Linked DNA regions of Mus musculus: region 2 is linked to region 1. Evidence: chromatin contacts called from public Hi-C data. All regions are on one chromosome and are shown on one strand. Each heading gives the region's core, a stretch centred on a gene start, on an enhancer-like site or on the middle of the called end of the contact. The rest is flanking DNA. Distances are from core to core; before and after follow the strand shown. Region 1 holds the start of Adamtsl1 (ADAMTS-like 1). Region 2 overlaps Adamtsl1 (ADAMTS-like 1).

Evidence for each region. A called contact is a pair of places that touch in the nucleus more often than the background predicts.
Region 2: a Hi-C map of uterus shows a contact between it and region 1, with 2.1 times the contacts expected there. The contact joins the enhancer-like site here to the promoter of Adamtsl1 in region 1. A contact is called at or near these places in 5 of 484 Hi-C or Micro-C datasets (muscle stem cells, nephron progenitors and uterus), 1 of 115 datasets of contacts at active chromatin or transcription factors (fibro-adipogenic progenitors) and 1 of 9 other capture datasets (pancreatic islet).

What each region holds. Positions count from the first base shown.
Region 1 is chr4:86,049,731-86,056,099 of GRCm38.p6, reverse strand. It overlaps Adamtsl1 (ADAMTS-like 1), which reads right to left and starts at 2,125. Exons shown (of 29, transcript NM_001368621.1): 1 at 1,980-2,125. The coding sequence starts at 2,042.
Region 2 is chr4:86,115,259-86,121,978 of GRCm38.p6, reverse strand. The region is part of intron 3 of Adamtsl1 (ADAMTS-like 1); the gene reads right to left. Among named protein-coding and RNA genes, the nearest start is that of Adamtsl1, 65 kb to the right of the region's middle. Within about 2 kb of position 2,273, at least 9 of the 459 cell types and tissues checked have an H3K27ac peak or open chromatin away from gene starts, as enhancers often do. A contact at or near this core is called in uterus, where this site is marked.

The DNA.
Region 1 (6,369 bases), core at 876-3,375:
CAGTATAAAGTACACATAAACAAAGCACATATTTCTCATTTGTAAATGGGCTTAAAATGATCTGATTCACACGGCTATTGTGAGGAGCCACTAGAATGCTTTACAAGCAACTAATCTAGTGTTTGACACTTCCAGACACACTCCGTATGACAGCCATTATAGTTCTTTTCTTTCTAGCATAGCCTTCAAACTTGTAATCACTTAAACATATGCATAAAACAAACCTGGGTGTGAGATTTCATTCTAATTCCATCATATAAGCATTGTAATTCAGACATATATTAAATCCTTTTGAAATTGACACTTTTTTCAAGGTGAGTCTACTTAATTGCTCAGTTACCTATATGAATATTCAAGATATGAAAAGGGAGTGTAATGCATTTACCAAATGAATAGAAATCAATTGGCTGCTGAATGAGAGTGTTGTTTAATCATATTTCCACATGAGAGAAACATGGCTAGTAATGTGAACTAGTAATTTGCTTTATGATGCCATTTAATGGAGAATAACATACACTTTAAAAACAATCACAAAGAAGGAAAGATGAGACGAATTAATGATCTATGCAAGTCACAGATCCCATATGGAAAAAATGAGACAGCTCTCTCGAACTGCTTGCTCCACAGCCGTAAAGGGCACCTCACACACCGTTCATTTCAGTCCTGTGTGAAACCAACATCTACTCTACTCTTCCTAACCCTTTACTTGCTGTTTAAATGTTCATGCAAGCTGAAACTATTTCTAATTGCAAAGTAGTGGTCCCCATTTAAAGTGACAGTGATGCAGCTGATTACAATATGACATTGTAAGAAATAGCTCCTTGGTGTCTGGTCACTATACCCCACTGATCCTCCCGGAGTTTTCCAATTTGTAACAAATGGTTCCCTTCTCTTCATCAAAATTCCAATGTCCATCCAATTTGTCAGAATCAAAGCAGAACAAACTAACCTTTCCCCATCAACAAAACAATGTGTCTTATACAACGGTTACACTTTTACCTTCGTCTTCTCTTTCTCTTCCTTCTGAAGTAGTTCTGGTGTGTCATAATTGTGACAGGAAGAGCTAGAGTCACGTTTCTTTGCAATCAGAGTGTGCACATTTTGGAATCAAACTTTCAGATGAGGTTTACTAAACTGCTTGCCCAGAACACTCTGGTTTAAAAGAAATGTGCATTGCTATTAATATTTTGAGTGTAGATTTTTTGGACAGTATATGTTCATTTTCTGCCCATAAAACCAAGTATGAGTCACAATGGAACATTTACTTCGAGTCAAAAATGCAATGTGTGCTGATGTTCAAGAGAAGAGCCTTATCGCTGGGGCTGGAAATCAGCAGGACAAGGAGTCCAGGGATCTCTATTTGCCTTCAGAAGTAGATCTGAGATCAAAGACTTTAATCTTCAATTCATAAACATTAGCATTAACTTGAATCCATAAATGTGTATAGTAATTATGGGTTATACTCTGGTTTGATTGTAAACAGGGCTCTCGTTCCTTCCTTTTTCACCTGGTTCAAGAGTCTTTATGTATGGAGGAAAATAATTCACACAGGCACTGGGGAAACAAGAACCAAGCAAGCTCCTCACCGCCTAGCCTTCAGAAACCCCAAAATCACCATAGTGAGTTTGATCTCAGGACATCTGTCCTCAGGATCCCATGCTAACACAGTTATTTATATAGTTTTCAGCACATAATATCTGCAGAAGAATACCCTGAATTTCAAGTCTCAATATCAGTATCATTCACTAACTCTAAAAAGTCTTTTATATTTGATTTTGCTGGGAAAGTTGGGGTTAAAGTTCTCAAAGAGTTGAGGTGTACTTTGTAAGCCATGAAAATTCTTTTACCTGGAGTTGGAAGATCATACACAGACAGACAGAAGTACACACACACACACACACACACACACACACACACACCCTCCAGCAGCACCCAGACCAAGTGGCAATAGTAACGTATTGAAATGAAAAGGCATTTACCAGGAGTAGGAAAGCCAGAACGAGCAGCGGTGTGCCAGGAGCTGCCCGACGGCAGCATTCCATACTTGGATCTTTGCCGGAATCCGAATCGGACACTGAATAAGCTGCTAAGTGCTCCTCTGCCCGCTGCTGTCACATCCAGTGCTGGGGCTCACACTCCAGCCCTGCCTATCAGCTTCCATCAGCCCCGCTCACATTTCCTGAGCGAGGGTGGGTGGGTGGATGGGTGGGGGGTAAGCTGAATGGAATCTCTCTAGAGCAGGCAGCCAGCCAATCAGACTCCTGCTAATCAGACATGCTGAATAACAAAGCGGTTGGGGGGGGGGTGCGCAGAGAAAGTGAACAGTGTGAGCAGAAAAGAGAGAAAGGGACTGAAAGGCAGGGGAGCAAGGAGCTGAGCCCGAGAAGAGGAGAGATAGATGTGCACTGGCAGAAGCGCAAAGCTCAAAGAGGAAGCAGGGCTGCGCTCTGAACAAACCTGGTTAGTGCTCTGTGAGACGCGATTCTGTTTGCCATTTGCCTAGGCTGGTGTCTGTTGCTCTGGAAAGTACAGTAGCTCCCTGTGACGGTGTATTGTTCCATTCAGGAGAGAAACTTAATCCCCGTCAATATAGAACATATGCTATAAAGGGACCAAGCCCTAGTCGGGACTGAATGTGCCCTTTAAGTGTATTCGGTGCTAGCGTTCTCTTCCTCTTCTATAAAGTGCCTTTTTATTTTCCCCTTTGAGTTTGGAAAAGAATACTATAGATGGTTTGGAAAGGTCCTAACTAAACCTAACAACGGCTTTAGTTATTTTCTGTATTGGGGTCTTGGTTTAAAAATAAAGGGCTGGCAAAACCTTTCTTTGTGGATTGACAATTTGAAACATCCAATACTTACAAGTTTAAAGGTACAATAAGACTCATTTAGAGCCCCTAGTTTAAAAGAAGCCCTTGACAAAGACTCCAGGATGAGGATGTTGAAATTTGTTGTGAAACAAGTGCTGGGTTTTGACACCTTGACAGCTTTTAATTATCTGATTTAACCCATGACAGGAAAGAAAGGCTGATTTAACCCTCACTTAACCCCAAACATTCTTCATCGGACACCTGACTCAGGCTTTCTCAGAGCTGCTATGACAAAACAACAAAATTTTGAGTGGGGTACCACCTCTTTCCTCTTCGCAGTGGAAATAGGGCCAGGCAGGTTGACCTCTGAGGTGCAATCCAGCTGTAGGAAGTACTAATGGGCTCCAGAGTGTCCGCATGGCTACGGGAAAAGGCCCGAAGATTGGGAGCCTGTTTCACTCAAATCAAGCAAAGCCTGAACGGGCCAGGAGGGTTTTTATTAATATATTAAACAAGTGTTAAGTATCCAATAAGGTTGTCTTTCCTCCTTATCAGTCCAGGAACACCATTTCGGATAAAGAATAAAGCAGTGAGCAAAGCCCCATTTCCACAGGAGAAGAGTTTCCTTGCAGATCTGTCAGCCCAGAAATACCCAGAGAAGGCAGAGGGCACTTAGAATGCATGTTCTTCCCTCTCATTATTAAAAAAACTACCTCACTGTAATAGGCGTGCGAATCCAGGCAGGTCTGCCATATACACACCTGCCTGAGGCTTTGCAAAGAGGTGGAGAAAAGCAGGTTGTTCAGCTTTGGTTATTCCTTCCATGTGGTGTATCGATCTGAGAGGAGGGTTTTTTTTTTCTTTTTTTCTTAGATATTTTCTTTATTTACATTTCAAATGCTATCCCAAAAGTAGTTCCCTATACCCTCCCCCACCCTGCTCTCCTACCCATCCACTCCCACTTCTTGGCCCTGGCTTTCCCCTTTACTGGGGCATATAAAGTTTGCTAGACCAAGGGGCCTCTCTTCCCAATGATGGCCAACTAGGCTATCTTCTGCTACATACGCAGCTAGCAACATGAGCTTTTAACAATCCCACTTTCAGCCTGTCGTGAAAGTCTAGGGCATATGAGGATTCACCTTGGCCCTCAGTACTTTATGCTTAACTTGGAAAGTGGAGAGTATACATCTCTAAGCCCAAAAGGTTATAATTTTGAAATATTCTTTTCCCTTATAGAATGAGTAGTTTTACAAATCTCTGAAAAAGTATTGACTGCATGAGAGCTAAACAATGCAGCTATGTTGGATAGGTGTCTGAAATCCGCACCGCAGGGAAGAAAGGTTGATGAGCTGAAATCAACCTGAGCTGAAATAAACTGGATCCTAGGTTGTGTGCTCTCTCTCTGTGTCTCTCTCTGTCTCTCTGTCTCTGTCTCTCTCTGTCTCTGTCTCTCTGTCTCTGTCTCTCTGTCTCTGTCTCTCTCTCTCTCTCTCTCACACACACACACACACACACAGAGAGGAACATTCTACTACATGGTTTTCCCAACCTCCTGGGTCATTAGCTGAAGAGTTCTAGCCATTTCTACAAAATGGGACATCTCACTTAGCGCCACTTCCTCTTTCTTCCCATGAACACTCACTCATTAGACAGTGTCAGACTAGAAGGAAGAACAGGGTGGGAGAAGGAATACTGTGAATTATTGAAATCAAGGAATACTGTGACATTGTGGGCAGCAGGATGCTACTTGGCATGATGTTAGCACACAGCAAGATGTTCCCTACAATGAAGCCCTGGAGTAACACAGCAGTTTAGTCAAGGCCTCTATTGTGAGTCAAACCTGTGGTGGATGCCCATCCCAGTGTCTCATGTGTGGTCACTTGGCTAAGAGCATTTTCTTTTCTGTGAGGGGTACCAAAAGAAATGAGCAAAAGCAATTGCTTGCTCTGTGGTTCGTGTAGTATAAGGGAGATGGCATAACTAACATAACTTAAAAAAAAATCAACTTGGGTTTGAGTCATTGGGAAAAGTTTTTAAGATGAGCTAACAGAATTTCTAAAGTCTCTGTGACTTTGTGGAGCTGCTTAAGTGTCCCTGATGCCCAATACGTGTGAAATTGAGACTCAAAGAGACAACCTGATATAGGGCCCACACACTGGAGCCAGCCCCAGAAGCAGGGTCTTCTGACTTCAAATCCATTCATCTCATTCCATTATAAATACATTTGTATCTACTTATTTATACATGCACAAATGCAAAGGGTGGTGTTGGATGGAGGGGGCTGTGCTAGACAGGGATGTTTGTGGGAGAGGAGAAATGGAGGTGACCGCGGTTTCTTGTGCCTATAGCTTACCTGGCAATGGAAAGTATCTTGTTTTAGTCTACAGCTTCTGTCTCCCAACTTTGTCACTTCTAAGAGCTTTTAAGGGCCAAGGGGAAAATAACATAAACCCTAGGTAATGTAGATCATAGTTACGGCAGCTGGGGAAAGACCACTTATGGCACTGAGCAGGGCGTTGGCCGCGTTCCTTTTTTCCTCTTCAGGTATCTAAATTAAAGCCGTCTGCAAGAGTCGGCGCACGGCAGCCCCCAGAAGCTGTGGCAGCCGTCAGCTTGGTTCCCGGTTCCATGCACAATATATTAGGTGAAATGAAAGCAGCGGCGAGAGCCAGTGTCAGGGCTGTCTGAAGCATCATTCCAAACGGTATGGATTTAACAATACTTAATTTAAAAAACACCGGCTTGGACAGCAGCAAGCTGTTAACAGTCAGGGTGCTTTATGGCAGGAAAGAGTGAGCTAAACTTTCGGAATTTCATTCCCTGAGGAAAACGCCTCACAGCTTTTGCTCCAGAGCCACCTGTCTGGTCCTCGAGGTTGGGCCTCTTTTCTTAGACCTGCAGTAGCAGAAATAGCAGGGCACAGATATGAGTATTTTTTGGAGAGTCTCAGGGAGAAGGGCTTTTTGCAGCTGAGTAAGGCCTTCGTTCTTTCCTTTGAGGAGGTAGAGATAGCCATCTCTGTATAGGACCAGAGCAAGCCAGCCTTGTTTTTCCCACGGGGCTATAGGGAAGGTCTTTAGTATTAGTGGATAATCTGGACAGAGGGCAGAGCGACGGTAGAAGACTTAGAGGCTGACTGCATTCTCGAGGGCAGGACGGGAATCTGAACACAGATTTCAATTCACCCAGTATCCATTTAACACCAAAGCGCATTCGCTGCAAGCTTCAAGTCATTCTTTGACGAAACACGTGAGATAGAGCAAGGTCCTTATCTACAATCTGCAAAGAAGCACTGCTACTCTCATGCAATAAATAGGCTTACTAAAGTTGCATGTTTTCCAAGGACCACTGGCAGAACGATAGCTACATTTGTTGAGTCTTCAATGAGGCCCCAGGTGCAGCCATAAGTACTTTATTGAATGTTACTTATTGCAGTTCTTTTGTCAATCCCAAAGATAGACACACTGTTTAGCTTTTTATAGATGAAAACACCTATGAGACAACAACCACCACTCTTCATCCCAGGCCAGCGACTTTCTGCTCAGCAGAGTCCTCAAAGT
Region 2 (6,720 bases), core at 1,024-3,523, 66 kb before region 1:
TGTGTACCAATTCTAAACCAGTATTTTTCTGGGTAAGAATAGCCAACCATTATAACTAGCAAACACCTAACCTAAGCCTAACCTAAGAAAGAAACTGTATTAAAAGGGAGGAGCTTTGTAAGTCTGCACTTCAGCCAAAGGTGAGGTCTGGTGTTCTTACTCTAGAATACCTGGAACCTGTCACTAGCAAGACAATGAAAAGTTCCCCCATGCTGCCAGAATAAGACTAATCTTCAGAGGCTCAAAATGACCTAATAATTTACCGTTTAAAAATAATGTCTCCTTTGGGGTTGGAGCTATCAGAGAGCTTGTCCAGCACATAGGAATGAGGAGAGACTCTGGGCTGATCTGCAGAATGACATATGGGCATTATGGCACATACCTGCAATCCCAACACCTAGGAGACAGAAAAAGGAGGCTCAAGAATTCAAAGTCTTCCTTGGTTACACAGAAAGTTGAAGGGCATCCTGGGTTATATGAAAGGCTGTTTAAAGCTCAAAAAGTCGACTTAGAGCATTTTGTAAAATGGGAGGATGTTGAAGAATGGTAGGGCTACAGTAGCAAAGTGTCATATGCTAAGTGGACCGAATGTTTGATATTTATGGATTATTCATATATAAGTCCAAGTTTAAGGTGTCTGAAGTCCTGGTTACCTTGGACACCTCTCTTCTTGGCTGGGGATGGCTGCTCCCCCTCCCCTCCCCCCTCCCCTCCTCCTCCTCCCCCTCCCCTCCCTCTCTCTCTCTTTCTTCCTCTTCCTCCTCTCTCCCTTTCTCTCTTCTTTTCCCTGCTCTTTCTGCTTTCTCTCTTCCTCTGTATATCTGTGTCTTTGTACATCCTGATCTCCTTACCAGCTATGCTGTATTGGAATCCAGCCTAATGTCTATGTGGCTTAACTGTTCCTATGAAGATATCATCAGATAGGCTTATATTCTAGCATACTGGGATGCTGGGACTTCATGCAAATGAGAGGATGCAAGGAAAGTCACCCCAGGTGGGAAGAGGGTGCAGAGACATTGTTGAGACCAGTACCACGTTATAGGTATTGCCTCAGTGTTCGTGAAGATGACCCAGGATTTGGGATGTTTTTAATGTTTCAAACACGAATACAAAACTAATTGAGTAACTTAAAATACTTCTATCAAATCTCTTTATCTTTAATATTTTATTAAAATTATACTACCAATAGAAAATGTACATTTTTCTTTCTAAACATGTAGAAACACTATAAAGAATGAGAACTGTGACTCCACTTATTTAGTCCCTTCCTGTCTGACATTAAGTAATCTCTGCAATTCATTTGATGCATATCCTTCAAGACCTGTAGCTATATCACACACCCATGCTCAGATCCTCAGTCTACCTTAGGAAACCTTAAAGCAAGAACACTGTATTATATATATATATATAATATACATAAAATAAATACCTACAAATATATATATATTGTAGACTAAGTTTTTCAAACTTAGGAGAACTTAGAAGAACTTTATAGCTTTATGTATATATTCTTATTATTTTAAATGATTTCTAGCATTCCGGCATTGGCGCATCAGTTTTCCTGGCGGATTCTCTTCTATGTGTTTTTACTTTTAAACTACCACAAACATTGTATTCATGTGCTTCTTTGTATATTTATGAACCAGGTATTTTGACAGGTGGTAAATGGAGATTAGAGAAGGTTAATACATTTGTTTCAAGCATATAGATAGTCGTGGCAATGCTCCAATTCAGAAAAGACCCACTCTTTGAGAGAATCAATATGTCTGTCAGACTTCAGTGTCCCTGGAATACAACAGTGAAGAAGAGATCGTTATGTCCCTGCCCCCTACTTCTCTGATCCATATACCTAAGCTCTCTCAGATACTCTCCAAGTACAGCATGCATCTAGAATCTAGAGGGAAGGAGACACTGATCTTCAAAACTAGTGGCTGCCATCCTTCCTAATGCTGTGACCTTTAGTATAGTTCCCTGTGCTATTGTAACCCCCAACCATAAAATTATTTTGTTGCTACTTCATAACTATAATTTTTTGCTATGAATCTTAATGTAAAATCTGATAGGTGACCCCAAAGGGGTTATGACCCATAGGCTGAGAACTGCTCCGTAAACCTACCAGAAGAAGATATGTCCAGGCCAACCTATACTGATCTCAGAGGTGATATCAGCACAACAGAATTTTCCAATTTTCAAACTGCCTGAGACAAGGCATGAAGAAAGGATGCGTCTTGTGAGAAGCACATTTCTTTGGTCCATGCTGGAGGGAGTGAGTCAGCCACAGGGAGAAGCAGCCAGGATGCTGAGGGTAACCTTGGAAGACCCTCTGGTAGGTGGGGATCTTGAACATTTATTAGGAAGAAACCAACATTCTTTCCCTCAGAATTTCCTTCCCACTTAAGAGACTTTGTACTTGAGGTTAAGAAATCCCTCCATGCCTTCTATATATTTTGCCTGAGAGGGGCTGGCTTGCAGCCTGGGGGGAAGAAGAAACACAGAGTGGGTGGTTAGAGCAGCTAGTTTCTAGTCAGCCTCCTCTTCCCAACAGAGCCCATCACTCTGAGTGAGCGGCTAGGAATGCCCCTATAAATAACATGCTGGCTGAGTCCAGATTCTAGCTCAGATAAATATCTCACCTCTTTCCCCACAATAGGCCCTGTGCTGCACCTCATAAAACCACACACGAGGGTCTGAAGCAATCTAGGCCCCTTCATGCCTTGCCCTTCACACATACTAACTAGTCTCCAATGTCACCTCAGAGAGAACTTCCTGACCACCCATGCACAGCAAGCTCCCCAGTCCCTCTCCACCACACCACCCTGCTTTGCTTTTTTTTTTTTCCACAGCCTCTATTATGTAAAACTGTCTTCTTTCTTTGCTTAGATGTTTACTCTCTGTTTTCACCAGCTAACTTTGAACTTTTTGAGAGTCTGGACTACATCTTTCTTTGTCATTAGCATCTCTAGCACCTAGGTAGCATGCTCTCAGCATGGTAGGTCTCAGTTGGATTTGTTAAGTGAATTCCATCCTCATTTCTCAAAATCATTCTCTTATTGTAGCTTGAAACCTATTCCCTCTCATCTTTCAAGGATCCACTCAAGTGACATTTTACTGGAGATGCCATTCATTCATCATGTATGCAGATTTTGTTCACAGCACTACTGATGCCCTAGTAATTTTTTTTAGGATACCCATAGGGCAAAAGAAAGACACACCAGTTTCACTTAGAAGTAGCTATGTCCAAGCAACCCGTTAAGAATTGGTGTCCTAGTCACTTGGTATCAGTTTGAAAGAGCAATACATACAACTCCAAAAAAAAAAAAAAAAAAAGGATTTTGTTTCACTCCTATTTTCTTACCAATGGATGCAATTGTGTGTTGGGGACTTTACAGCCTCTCTAAGCGTGAGTCACATCAGGCAGTATGCTGGATAGTTTAAGGTCAATGTGACACAGGCTAGAATCATCTGAGAGGAGGGCACCCAACTGAGAGGTCCATAAGGTTGGGCTGTAGTCACACCATAGAACATCTTCCTAATTAGTGTTTGATGTGTAGCCCCAGCCTATTGTGAGCAGGACTATTCCTGGGATTGTGGTCCTGGTTCTATAAGAGAACAGGCTGAGCAAGCAGTGGTAAGCGAGCTAGTAAGCAGCACCCCTTCATGGTTCTCTGCATCAGATCGTGTCTCCGGGTTCCTGCCCTGTTTGAGTCCTGTTCTGAGTTCCTTTGATGATGAACAGTGATATTGGAAGTCTGAAACTAATACTCCCTCTCCTCTCCAAGTTGCTTTCATCACAGCAATAGTAACCCTAGTTAAGGCAGGCTGTGTCACTGTTACTCTCCATCTAGCACTGGCCACTCTTTACTCTCATTAGGAAAGCCTATGCTCCATTAAAAGTAAAGATGCTGTAGAGGAGAGAACAGTGCTTGAGAGATTTGTGTATTGTTCAATGGGTGCCGGGAAGTGCTGTGGTTTCTTTTCATGTTGAAGATGTCCTAAGGCAGTTGTGAGTTTCCTGATTCCTCCAGCACTGGGTATCACGTGAACATAGGGTGAAACAATCAGATGGTGTCCTGATGGGACTTTTTAGCTTCCTGTGCCCACCTCCACATGGACAGTGCATACCACACTTTATTTGGTTGTGTGTCTGTGGCTGTTCTTGACATAATAGACTTTCATTTCCTCAAGGACAGATGTCCTGCCTTTATCCTGATAGCAGCAGCCCCTAGAATCTACGGTGCAGAATACGAGCTGGAAAGTCAACAGATGTTGGTGACATATATGGTTACACAAGGTGGGGAGTGAGAGAGAGCATGCAAGCAAATCTGTGACCCTGTCAAGTAACACCACATCTTACTTCCATCTTTCTGAACAAGGATGACAAAGGTCATAAAGGACTGCAACAGGATGAGGAGAACATTAACACATTCCACACCTTGGAGTACCTCGGATGGAATGACCCAATGCACAGACTCTGATGGACTCCCACAGATGATTTCACTAACTCTGTCCAGACTGCAGGGATATGCCACTGTTATGAACGCCAAGAGTTGGTTTCAAAATATGAATGAGGAGGGCCTGTATCATAGCTATCATTCCTGAAGGTTTTTATATTTGGCCTTGGATATAAAGTAGCAAGTATTATGTGACTTTATTCCACACAAGAGGTGCCTGAGAAAAATGAGACATATGGATCAAGTGGGAATCACACCATTAACAATGCTGTGCATTTCATGACTTTTCACAGCCTCAAAGATGAGAACTACTAGATAAAATAGATGCAGCAAGTTAAGAACTCTACTCCACTCTCTTTACTTTGATTCTGTTACTAGCTATGAATGCTTCCTCTGTAGTATAATTGAGTATGTGCTACCACTGATATCTTTATTGATCTATATTCATATCCAAGTCCAGTACAGCTTACATATGCGTTACAAGACCTCGAAAGTTTAAGCTGGAAGCATGCATGGGGTTACTTGGTTCAACTTTCGCATTATTTTGGATGTAGAAGCAGAAGCTCAAAGAAAGTTATAAGCTTGCCAGGTTCACTGTGTTCTCTCTGGCCATCAGAGCCAACACCTTTGTCTCCTGAAAAAAGAAAAATGCTGCCCATAACATATTCCAGAGCAACAGTGCTGGAGACCACAGAAGAGAATTGTGTTAAATGGAGGATGAGGCAAAACAACTGACAGAAAATCCATCTCTAAAATATATTCCAAACCTCCTCACAGTGCGATGCTGGTCCAAGCAACCATGGATGCTCACCTAAACTATTCTAGTTGCAAAATCTCCTAGTCCTCTACTTTCCTGTCATTGTCAAGAGTGAGCTGAAACACTCTGGCTCATTGAACTACAACTTCAATTCTGTTCTTCCCTGCCCAAGTTTTTCCAGACACTTTGTATGAAAAATATAAAGACCTGGTAGTGCCTTGCACAATCTAGCTGCTTCCAACTAAGACAAACCTTAGTTTTTCTTGGCCCCCAACAATGTTACTCTCACTGAGGAGACTCTAGGCTCACCAGCTTTATGCTTGCTTTGAAAAATACTACAGTCGGATGACCCTCAGAGCCTTTCCACTATCTAGTCAATTTAGGAAGTTCATCATGGAAAGTCACAGCTGATTTATTTCAGTGACTCACAACTCATTCAATTAGGCTTTTTAATCATCCAAATCTGAAGCATTCACAAAGCCTTTGAGCTTCTGCACAGCATAGATTACAACTTGATGTGTTGTGATCTCTTCTTTTCCTTCCTTTCCCTTCTCTCTTGAGCCCCTTCTTTCTCTCTACAGTTCTGGAGACTATAAGGCCAAATGCCTCATGGTACTAGGCAAGCACTCTACCAATGAGCTATACCCAGAGATGTTTTCTTTTACATAATTTTCATGTTTCTAATGTCCTTCATTCTAGTAAAAGCTTAAGCAGAAGTAGAACTTGCTTATTCATATATCCAAAGTTGTGTATCATTTTCTTGATCAATAAATATTTTGTTTTAAAAACAGCAAAATGTTTCAGTGGGGTGACATAATCTTAATAAAGAATTAAATAACACCAAAAGCTACCATAAGCATCTTGGCCCTTTATGTTGGCAATTTTGGTCACCATCCTCTAACTACCAATTTATGTGTAGGCTAAGAAAGATGGAGAATAAAGCTTCAAAATAATAAAGAAGTTTTGTAAGTACTTGTGGAGTCAATTTAGAATGTTAAGATAAGCTTGAAGGATTCAGATTTGAAGTTTAATTTAAACAAAGAACCAGCTCCAAGACCTGGATGGCCTAAGTGCAGGGCTTCTCTGACTTACACATTTTGCTTGAATGGTATGCTAGTTTCATCTGTTCTGAGTCTTGTCTTCCAGAGAGGATCTCGCTGCTTTCTTAGAAATGAGGGTACAACTATAAAATAGGCTGTATTGATGGGCAGTGTCCTTAGGAATTGTATTACTTGATTTTCTGTTGCTGTAGTTAAAATATCACAACTCAAAGAAACTTACAGAAGACATCATTTAGTTTGGCTCACAGCTCCTAAGGAATGAATCTATCATGGAGTTGGGCATGGCACAAGCAGAATACATGGCAGAAGGCCCAAGAATCAGAGAGATCGTATCTCCAGCATGAAACACCTGGTAACAAGAGTCAAGTGAGATGGAGCTATAAGCTCTCAAAAGTAGCTCCTGATGTAACTTCCAGGAAGCTATACCCCTCAAGGGTGCCATCACACCCTC